Linked DNA regions of Mus musculus: regions 2 and 3 are each linked to region 1. Evidence: chromatin contacts called from public HiChIP or PLAC-seq data. All regions are on one chromosome and are shown on one strand. The core of a region is the stretch at or near the end of the contact, and the rest is flanking DNA. Distances in the headings are between cores, read along the strand shown. Region 1 has its middle 24 kb from the start of Gm35692. Region 2 has its middle 38 kb from the start of Vegfa. Region 3 has its middle 8.2 kb from the start of Mymx.

Region 1 (3,161 bases), core at 131-2,630:
GATGCTGCGCTGGCTGTCTGTCCAGGCCACAGGGGGAGAGGTATGGGAAGCAAGAATATGTGAGACAGTCCAGTCAAGCTAGGAACCTGTCACTTCCTTCCAGAAAACAGATCTAGGAAAACCATGTGCGTAGAGGAATAACTCTGAGTCTCTCCTAGCCTAGGCCATGCAAGCAGCCAGCCTGGCTCACTGCCTCAACTCTTCTCTCTGGCCTCATGTAGCTCTCCTACCTGGAGAGTGGCTGGGAGAAAGTGGGCCGTTCCACCCACCCCTGCAGTCTCCTCTCCCCTCTCCTCTGCATGTGCTCTGTACACTCTGTGCGATCGGTCATACTGTGGTTGGAGGGTGCCCACTTTCCTCTGTCCAAAGACCCGGCTTTCTAGCCCATCCTGTACCCTTCTGATTCCCCAGGAAAAAGCACACTGAAGAGCGTCTCCTGACCAGGTAGGTATAGCTCTTCCTACTATCAGTTCCGTCTAGAAGCTGATCAGGCAGGACGGCAAGGGAGTGGAGGTCACTGTGTAGAGGGGTGGCCTGTGGGACTGTAGAGAGGACCTAGGCAGGTGGTCAGAGATCTGGGCCCCTCCTAGCTCTCTCAAGGGTTCCCATTCCTATTTTTTTTTTTACACACTTAAGAAGAAAAGCAATACCCCAGCTGTGACCACAACATGGGATTAGTAGTTAAGATAAAAAGCTGACTGGGGTCCTTGCCTGTGCAGCAGCAGTTGGGGTGACATCGGTCTTAGGAGCAATGTGCTGAGGGATGTGAGCCCCAGCAGTTGCCATCCGGGCCTCCAGGGAGGCAGTTATACAGGGAAGGGGAGGGGGCGTAGTTTTGAGCTTTCAAAGTTAAGAAAAACCAAGAGGGTCAGGACACCGGGCAATGGGGGAATGAATGGCTTGTCATGGCCAGCCAAGTGGGTGGCACAGGAGAGCTCATTCAGGTCCCACACTGAAAGTGATCGTGGAAAATCTGGCAAAGTCTTTGCCAAATGCTGGTGCATGGCTGGTCCAGCCCACAGTGTGGCTGATGCAACAGAGATTGGGATTTCAAGGATAAAGAACGGAATGACGTTCTTGCCTTAGTCGTCTCAGATGGAGGAGAAAGCAAGGTGGGGGAGGGAGGGGGGAGAGAAGGGGAGGGAGGGAGGGAGAGAGAGAGAGAGAGAGAGAGAGAGAGAGAGAGAGAGAGAGTCCGATCCAAGGTCAGTTTTAGAAAAAATGAACTGGATCCTCTCTGAGGCATCATTTCTGGTGCACACAGGAAATCTCTGCCCTGGAGGTGATTTGCCTTGGAGCAGCAACTAGCCATGGGCAGCTGAATCCAGCTTTGCTGTCCATGAGGCTAGGGCTTTCCTCTTCAGACCTTCTAGATGACGCCACTAATATCAAATAGTGAGTCAGCAGCAGACCGTGTTCCTCCTTCTCCTCCATGCTGCAAGTTGCGGTTTGGACTCAGCAGAGTCAAGGATAATGTAGTGGGACTGGCTCCTGCATCAGCCCCCTGGTGACAGGTAATGATGGAGAGCTGGAATTCTCTAGGGCTGGCCCCCCTGGGGACCTGTCATTAGTCCCTATATCGCCTGAGATTTTTATCAATGATTTGAATGGAGAGGCAGGGGCTTCCTCCCTGTTTGCTGGTGACCCACCCCTGACAGGAACAGGAGCACAATGGTCTCCAGGCAAGGCCAGTGTGCCCGAAATAATGAACAAAAGCAACAGGAGGCAGTAACCGTGGCATGTATGAGAAACCTAGCTCCTGGGTGACAAGAGATCAACAGACTCTGAGTCCTGGGACTTAGGACGTTCCTGGCTTATGGGAAAAAGAAATCTGACTGTTCACTGGGAATAGGGAGCAGGTTAAACACTTAGGAAATCTCCACAGTAGGAAGATATGGGATTCCTATAAGGAACAAGGCTGTGAGGACATTCTCCCTCACATTTCCTTAAGCAACAAAGTAGGATGTGTGGCCCCGTATCTGACAGCACAGATCAGCTTCTATGAAATACTAGCAGGTTTATGTCCCTATCCAGACAATGGGAGACCAAGGTACTGCTCATGTCTTTGATCCGTCTTTTGAGTCATATACATATGCCCCCACCCCACCCCGTATAGCTAGAGCATCCTGCACCGTAGTCCTACTTAAAAAATAAAAATCAAATAGATTAGGAAATGTAGCTGATCACTCAGATTTGAAAGTAACAAACTCTGCCCTGTAAGGTTTTACTGACAGAAGCCTGAGCCTCTGGCTGGGGGAGGCACGCGTCTAGTCTTATGCTAACTGGCTAGGCTATGCCCAGATAGGGGTAGCCATGTTTGGAGAGAACCCTGGTAGTTGGATTCAAACTTGGGGGACAGTTTGGCTCTACTAGGGACGGTGTGGGAGAGGGAACTAGGCAAGCCTGGCAGTCTGGGGGTACAGAGAGTCACTGGGTGCTGTGTGAATTGGAGAGCCTGGGGGGGGGGGCTGGCAAGGGCAAGCAGCAGCGGTCCACGTGTTTGTGTGGTGAGAACTTCACACACTGAGCCATCTCCCCAGCCCCATCTCTCCTCCCCACTTTTATAGTTCCTTCCCCTCCTAAAACCAGACCTAGACTCCCTTCTATATGTTTGAAGTGTCTCTTAAAACACATATCTCCTCTGAATATGAGGGTTCATGTTAACTATCTGTTTTAGAATTTATACGTTGATACAAGTTCTAACTGTGGCTCTCTTGTTGTCTATTGTCTTCATTCAACATTGCTGGTTAGGATCTGTTTTGTGGTGGCTCACTCCTACAGGATCAGCACTCTGAGAGTCAGAGGCAGGGGGATTGGTGCAAGTCTGAGGCCAAGAGAAGTTTGCATAGTCAATTCCAGGGAAGCTCAGGTGACAAAATAAGACCCTGTGTACGCTCTCCTCCGACATGCTGCAGACTTCCTCTTTTGTAAAAATCTCTATTCATATCTGTGTCCCCACCCCCATCGTATGAATTAATAAGAGTATCTCATATAGCAGCCATCTACCCCCTGCCCGAGGGTCTTTCATCCTAGCAGTGCCTGGGGAACGGGCAGGCATGGGTGGCCAAGGAAGATGCCTGAAGCCTGAGATCCCTTTGAATTCTCCCAGCCGCTTTTCAGGTTCCCCCATTCACAGCTGGCGAGGATGTGAGCTGGAGCAG
Region 2 (3,253 bases), core at 180-2,679, 220 kb after region 1:
TCAATTACCCTAATTTGTAACAAGTTTGTTTTCATAATATCAGTTTAGCTTCAACTGCATACTCATACTCTCTTCCTCCACTTATCTATCCCTCCCCTTTTACTTTCTTATGTTTACAGATTACATCTTTTGATATTTTATTCCCCCATTCGTGGTTTGTAATACTATCTGAGACAGTTGCCTTTTAGATCAAAGAACCATCTGACTACTGGGGAAAGTTTCAAAGGTAGAGGACCTAGAGAGTTAACTCAGTAATTAAAAGCACGCACTGGCTACTCTTCTAAAGCACCTGTGCTCAGTTCCCAGCAGTTTCAGGGGATCTGACACTCTCTTCTGACCACTGAGGGCGCCAGGCACAGATGTGGTGCACATAAACACACACAGGTAAAATATTCATACATATAAGATCAAAAAAATAATTAAAAATAAAAAGTAGCCAGACAGTGGTGGCACATACCTTTAGTCCCAGCACTTGGAGGCAGAGGTAGGCAGATTTCTGAGTTCAAGTCCAGCCTGGTCTAAAGAGCTAGTTTCAGGAACATCCAGGGCTTCACAGAGAAATCCTGTGTTGAAAAAAATAAACAAAAATAAACAAAAATAAAAGTAAATTAAAAAAAAAGGTATTTCTTTGGTAGAAGGGCACAGAGGGAAGTATCTGGGGAGGAGGGGCACCCCAGAGACACCTCCAGAACAGCAAACCCTGGGATTGGAATTGTGTTTTGAAGACTGAAAAATTACCTTGTAAATCTACAGGAAAAGATGTCAAAATGTTTCATTTAGGGGGGGAAAAAAAGCAAGTTACCAAGAAGCATGGTGACCCTAATTTTTGTGACTATGCGTGTATTTACATGTATTTAAAGGCGTATGAGTATCCACGCACAGAAGCCCGTTCACAGCTATAATAGTGGCGCTCTGCCGGTTGTCTCCAGCTGTTGAAGCGATGGGAGGAGGGAACCTTGTCCCGTCATTCCCTAGTGCATGCTATACTGTTTGTCCTGTTTACAATGAACACACATCACTTTTGTAACCCCGGGAAAGGGACTCATACTGGGGTTTTGTTTGTTTGTTTGTTTTGTGTTTTGTCCCCCACCCCACCCCGAGGGGTCAAAGGGATGAGGAGGCACTCACTGTGCTGATGGATGCCTGGGAGGCAGAGGGAACAGCTCGGGCAAATGCCAGACACAAAAACACTCCCTGGTACAGGAAAAGCAGCCCCGGGGCTGCCTAGAAAGCCCTGGAGCTGCTGGGAAACAGGTGTTTCCAGGGACCCCTTTATCCAGGCCTTTCCCAAAAAAAGAGTCCCTGCTTGGCATAAGGGCAGGAGAGCAATACTGATTTACAAGTTTTGCTTTATGTATGTGTTAAGCGAGTTAGTCACTGTGGGGAGAGAGAAAGCCCAGAGGCTGGGAGGCCTACAAGAGAGACTGTCGCAACAATTAAGAAAGAAAAGATGGAGCTGGAGGTGAGTCAAGGCTTAGGAGAGAGAAATAGAAATGGGAGATAAGGGGAGGCCAGACCCAAAGACTAGTTAGCCCAAGTCTGTTTGCACAAGGGTTCCTTGGCTTTGGCCCTGCCTGGCGTGTCAGTGGCCACGAGCCAGGTCAGGGGATGATCAGGCTGCAGATCACTGCGAGGTTGCTGCTGATTCATGATGATGAGCAGGAAAATCCCTCCCATCAGCAGAGTTCGGTCGGTCGTCCTTAGCAACTTGCAGAGCCCCCTGACTTCAGTCTCCCGGCATAGCAAATGCAGAGATGGCTCAATGGGTAAAGGCGCTTGCCTGCCCCAGGCTGACAACCTGAGTTTGACCCCCAGAACTCCCAGGATGGAAACAGAGAACCAACTCTTGAATTTTTCCCTCTGCCTTCTTACATGCATCACCATGACATTGTGTATGAATATACAACGACAATGACGATGACGACGATGTGATGGTGATGATGATGATGATGATATATTCAATTTCTGTTCCTTGTCTTAAAAATGAAGCAGCCAGAAGAGGGAACTCATCCAGAGCAAGACCCAAACACTAAGCCCGTTTCCCTATGCACACTGCACACAGCGAGTAGCTATTGCTCTTCCCAGAGAGCCAGTACAACTCTGTGCTTGCTTTTTGCTCTATGTAACCTCAGGCAGTCCACACAACCTGTGTCTTGGACTGCCTTTTGTTTTGTTTTGTTTTGTTTTGTTTTGGTTTGGTTTGGTTTGGTTTTTGTTTTTGTTTTTGTTTTTGTTTTTGTTTTTGTTTTTGTTTTTGTTTTCGAGACAGGGTTTCTCTGTGTAGCCCTGGCTGTCCTGGAACTCACTCTGTAGACCCTGTAGACCAGGCTGGCCTCGAACTCAGAAATTCGCCTGCCTCTGCCTCCCAAGTGCTGGGATTAAAGGCGTGCATCATCACGCCTGGCTTTGGGCTGTCTTCTTTAACACTGGGGGAACGGTACAGATGTTTTGTGTGTTTCTGGAAAGATAAAGACACGATCTGGGTAAAGAGCTCAGAAGAGGCCTGGTAGTGGTGATGCACGCCTTTACCTTGGCACTCAGGAGGCAGAAGCAGGTGGATCTCTGAGTCCAAGGCCAGCTTGGTATACAGAGTGAGTTCCAGGACAGCCAAGGCTACCTAGAGAAACCGTGTCTCAAAAAACAAAAACAAAAACAAAACCTAAAAAACAAAAAACAAAAAACAAAGCTCAGAAAAGACTCGAACATATAAGTGACCCATAAACACAGGTGTCCCAAAAGATCCTCTACAAAGCATTGTGGGAGTCCAGCTCCGCGTCTTAGCCAGGCGCTTGTCTTACTTCTCTGACATCTGCTCCTGGGTCCAGCCTTGAACTCTGCCTCACTGGTCTGGTCTGCCAGAGCTTCGGGCTATTTTCTATGACTACTCTTTCTGTCCACTATCATGCACCTTAGTGCTAATTTGTTTGCTCTGTCAGAGAGTCAGTTATCAAACATATCAGATCCTGCTCTGGACCATTGCTAAGGGCTAAAATGACAACAGAAATTATGGCCTGGGCCTTCCTTCAAGGAACTTCAGCTCCTTGAGTCCCTCCTGTGATGACTCACTAAAGACGCACTGAGCACTCCTCTAGGCCACACACAGGCGCTCTGTTTCTGGTTTCTGTTGCCTGCATTTGGATACAAAGAAATTATTCACCTCCAGGAGCTACTTAGTTTCCAATCTTTCTCTCATCCTTTCCTCCCAGGTAACTACCTTGTGCCCACAGTCTACACAGAGGCAGCAACCCAGACT
Region 3 (2,814 bases), core at 312-2,811, 240 kb before region 1:
CTGGGTCTGGAGATTATGCCGTAATCCAAGATAAAGCATTTCTGGCTATGGAAAGGAAAGCTAGAACAAGTGTAGCAATGCATGGCTGTAATCTCAGCATTCCAGAGCTGAAGGCAGAGGATCAGAGCTTAAGGGCTGCTGGTGTCATGTGGTGATTTCATGAGTTCAAGACCAGCCTCGGTAATAAAATAAAAATAAAAAATTTAAAAGGTTCTCAAACATTAACATCACCAACCTATAAAAAATATAAACAGCTGGATGTGGTGGCGCACACCTTTAATCCCAGCACTTGGGAGGCAGAGGCAGGCAGATTTCTGAGTTTGAGGCCAACCTGGTCTACAGAGTAAGTTCCAGGACAGCCAGGGCTACACAGAGAAACCCTGTCTCGAAAAATAAAAATAAAAATAAACAACAACAATAACAACAAACTGGGGTAAACCTGGTGGTTGTGGGGCTAGCCTTTTATCCCAGCAGTCCTAAGGCAGAGAGACAGGTGAACTTTGTGAATTCCAAGTCAGCCTGGTCTACAGAGCGAGTTCCAGGACAGCCAGAGGCACACCGAGAAACCCTGTCTAGAAAAAAAACAAAACAAAACAAAACTGTAGTTCACGATGAGCTAGTTTCTAAGTTTAGGGGGCTCAACTAGTTGAGAAGATCCTCAATGCTGGGCTCAAAGCTTGTTTCCCAAATTGTTTCTGGTCGCGCTTTGGGAACCACGTGGCACCAAGGTCAACGCAGTGTGGTTCGTTATCTCTCCAGATTTTCGATCAGGTCCCTCCAGCCTCGGTTTGCGGGGCTTCCAGAGAGAAGCTCCTGGTTTGGGTGACACTGGAATTAAAAAAAAAAAAAAAAGGCGGGACAATTAAAAAGATCCAAGTTGGATATGGCAGCTTACAGGCTGCTGGGAAATCTTTCATTTCTTTAGTCTCTATTGCTTTAGAAGTTTGTTAAATTGAGAGACACGAGTGTTTCATTAGAATATCTTCATTTTTGCCAGGCCAGTTAATAACCGCAACAGAACAACGTGAACAAAAAGCAGGCTTGGAAAACTCCCTCTGGGAACCCCCAAAATACAAAGAGCCCCGAAGCGTAATACCTATGAATGCTGTGACACTGCCCCCCACCCCCGACCACGTACACAACACAGTAAGTCACACTGCGCCTTTTCCAACCTCAGCTTTCATAGCTGGCTATATATATATATATATATATATATATATATATATATATATATCTTCCCAATTCCTGTCTCAAGCAACTATGGAGTAGCTCCAAGTCCCTGGGCTGGGGAGACCCAGAGAGGAAACAGGCTTTTGTGTCTAGCAACAATGAGAAAATCAAGCAGGGGGGTGGGGCAAGGAAAGACAGTGGCTGTGTCTGAGGAATGTGTTTAATCTTCATCCTCTGTCTCTCTCCACCCCATCCTGGGCTTAACTTCCCTGTGCACCTCCTTCTCTTCTGTTCAGCAGTAACCTTCCCTACTGGATCCCCTTAGCCTGCCTCTAGCATTTTCGTTGCTGGTAAGAACACTGCCTTAAGACCCATCCACCGGCAAGCACCAGTCCCTGACACTATTCACGATAGTCTGTTATGCTTGTTGCCAGGAGCATGTTGTCCTCTGAGAGGCTCCACCCAGCAGCTGACTCAGACAGATACAGACACCCACAGCCAAACAGTGGATGGAGCTTGGGGACTCTTATGGAAGAATAGGAAGAAGGATTGTGGGGCCCTGAAGGGGATAGGAACTCCATAGGAAGATCAACAGAGCCGACTAATCTGGACCCTTGAGGCTCTCAGGGACTGAACCAACAACCAAAGAACCTGTATGGGCTGGACCCAGGCCTCCCTGCATATATGTAGCAGATGTGCAGCTTGGTCTTCATTGGGTCCTGAACAACTGGAATCGGGGCTATCCAAAAAGCTATTGTTTGTGTGTGGGATATGTTCCACTAGCTGGGCTGTTTGTCTGGCCTCAGTGGGAAAGGAAGCACCTAGCCTCACAGAGACTTGAAGTGCCAGGGTGAGGGGCTACCCAAGGGCCCCAACCAGCTCAGAGGAGAAGGGGGAGGGGAGATGGAGGAAGGATTGTGGGAGGGGCTGACTAGGAGGGGAACAGTGAGCAGAATGTAAAGTGAATAAGTAAGAAAAAATAAAATTAAATTGGAAAAAATAAATGCTGGCAGAAACCAGTTTCTTCCAGCTCCTGGCTGAGCCTCGCACAGTGGTGTAATCTTCCTGGCAGGAGAAAATATCTTCTAAAGAGACCCTCCCTTTGACTATCAAACTATTGCGATAACGGACCCCCAACCAGGCTGGGAGGGACAAAAGACTGAGGCTATCAAGAGGCACCCCTGCCCCATCTCCCCAGAGATTCCACACAGTTCTGACAACTCCTCAGATCACCAGAAAGACAGCATGGAGCTCAGACAATGAGAGGTCTAGGGCGGACCTTTGCCAGGGCTGCTCAAGTGTGCATTCTTTTGTCCTTCTATGTGGCTTTGGTTTTGATAACTTGTCACAAATGTAGACATATCTGGGACGAGAGATCCTCAATTAAGAAAATGCCTGTGGGCTGGAGAGATGGCTCAGAGGTTAAGAGCACTGGCCACTCTTCCAGAGGTCCTGAGTTAAATTCCCAGCAACCACATGGTGGCTCACAACCACCTGTAATGGGATCTGATGACCTCTTCTGGGGTGTCTGAAGACAGCGACAGTGTACTCATATATATATATAATAAATAGTAGTATCCTAGAAAGGTAGCTGGAGTCGAACCTAAAGAGTGAGCCATTAGGCAACATTCCTCCATGGCCTCT

Evidence for each region. HiChIP or PLAC-seq counts read pairs in DNA pulled down with a chosen protein or histone mark.
Region 2: a contact with region 1 is called in a FOXA1 HiChIP or PLAC-seq map of pancreatic cancer cells. The contact joins two enhancer-like sites. A contact is called at or near these places in 4 of 15 datasets of contacts at CTCF or cohesin (embryonic stem cells, large pre-B cells and pro-B cells), 23 of 484 Hi-C or Micro-C datasets (the 63-12 cell line, the AML12 cell line, B cells and 10 more), 7 of 115 datasets of contacts at active chromatin or transcription factors (embryonic stem cells and pancreatic cancer cells) and 1 of 9 other capture datasets (embryonic stem cells).
Region 3: a contact with region 1 is called in an HNF4G HiChIP or PLAC-seq map of pancreatic cancer cells. The contact joins two enhancer-like sites. A contact is called at or near these places in 1 of 115 datasets of contacts at active chromatin or transcription factors (pancreatic cancer cells) and 1 of 9 other capture datasets (pancreatic islet).

Annotation. Positions count from the first base shown.
Region 1 is chr17:45,851,216-45,854,376 of GRCm38.p6, forward strand. No RefSeq gene overlaps it. Among named protein-coding and RNA genes, the nearest start is that of Gm35692, 24 kb to the left of the region's middle. Within about 2 kb of position 1,381, at least 46 of the 459 cell types and tissues checked have an H3K27ac peak or open chromatin away from gene starts, as enhancers often do. A contact at or near this core is called in the HL-1 cell line, the N1E-115 cell line and pancreatic cancer cells, where this site is marked.
Region 2 is chr17:46,068,667-46,071,919 of GRCm38.p6, forward strand. No RefSeq gene overlaps it. Among named protein-coding and RNA genes, the nearest start is that of Vegfa, 38 kb to the left of the region's middle. Within about 2 kb of position 1,430, at least 47 of the 459 cell types and tissues checked have an H3K27ac peak or open chromatin away from gene starts, as enhancers often do. A contact at or near this core is called in the HL-1 cell line, the N1E-115 cell line and pancreatic cancer cells, where this site is marked.
Region 3 is chr17:45,608,865-45,611,678 of GRCm38.p6, forward strand. No RefSeq gene overlaps it. Among named protein-coding and RNA genes, the nearest start is that of Mymx, 8.2 kb to the left of the region's middle. Within about 2 kb of position 1,562, at least 73 of the 459 cell types and tissues checked have an H3K27ac peak or open chromatin away from gene starts, as enhancers often do. A contact at or near this core is called in pancreatic cancer cells, where this site is marked.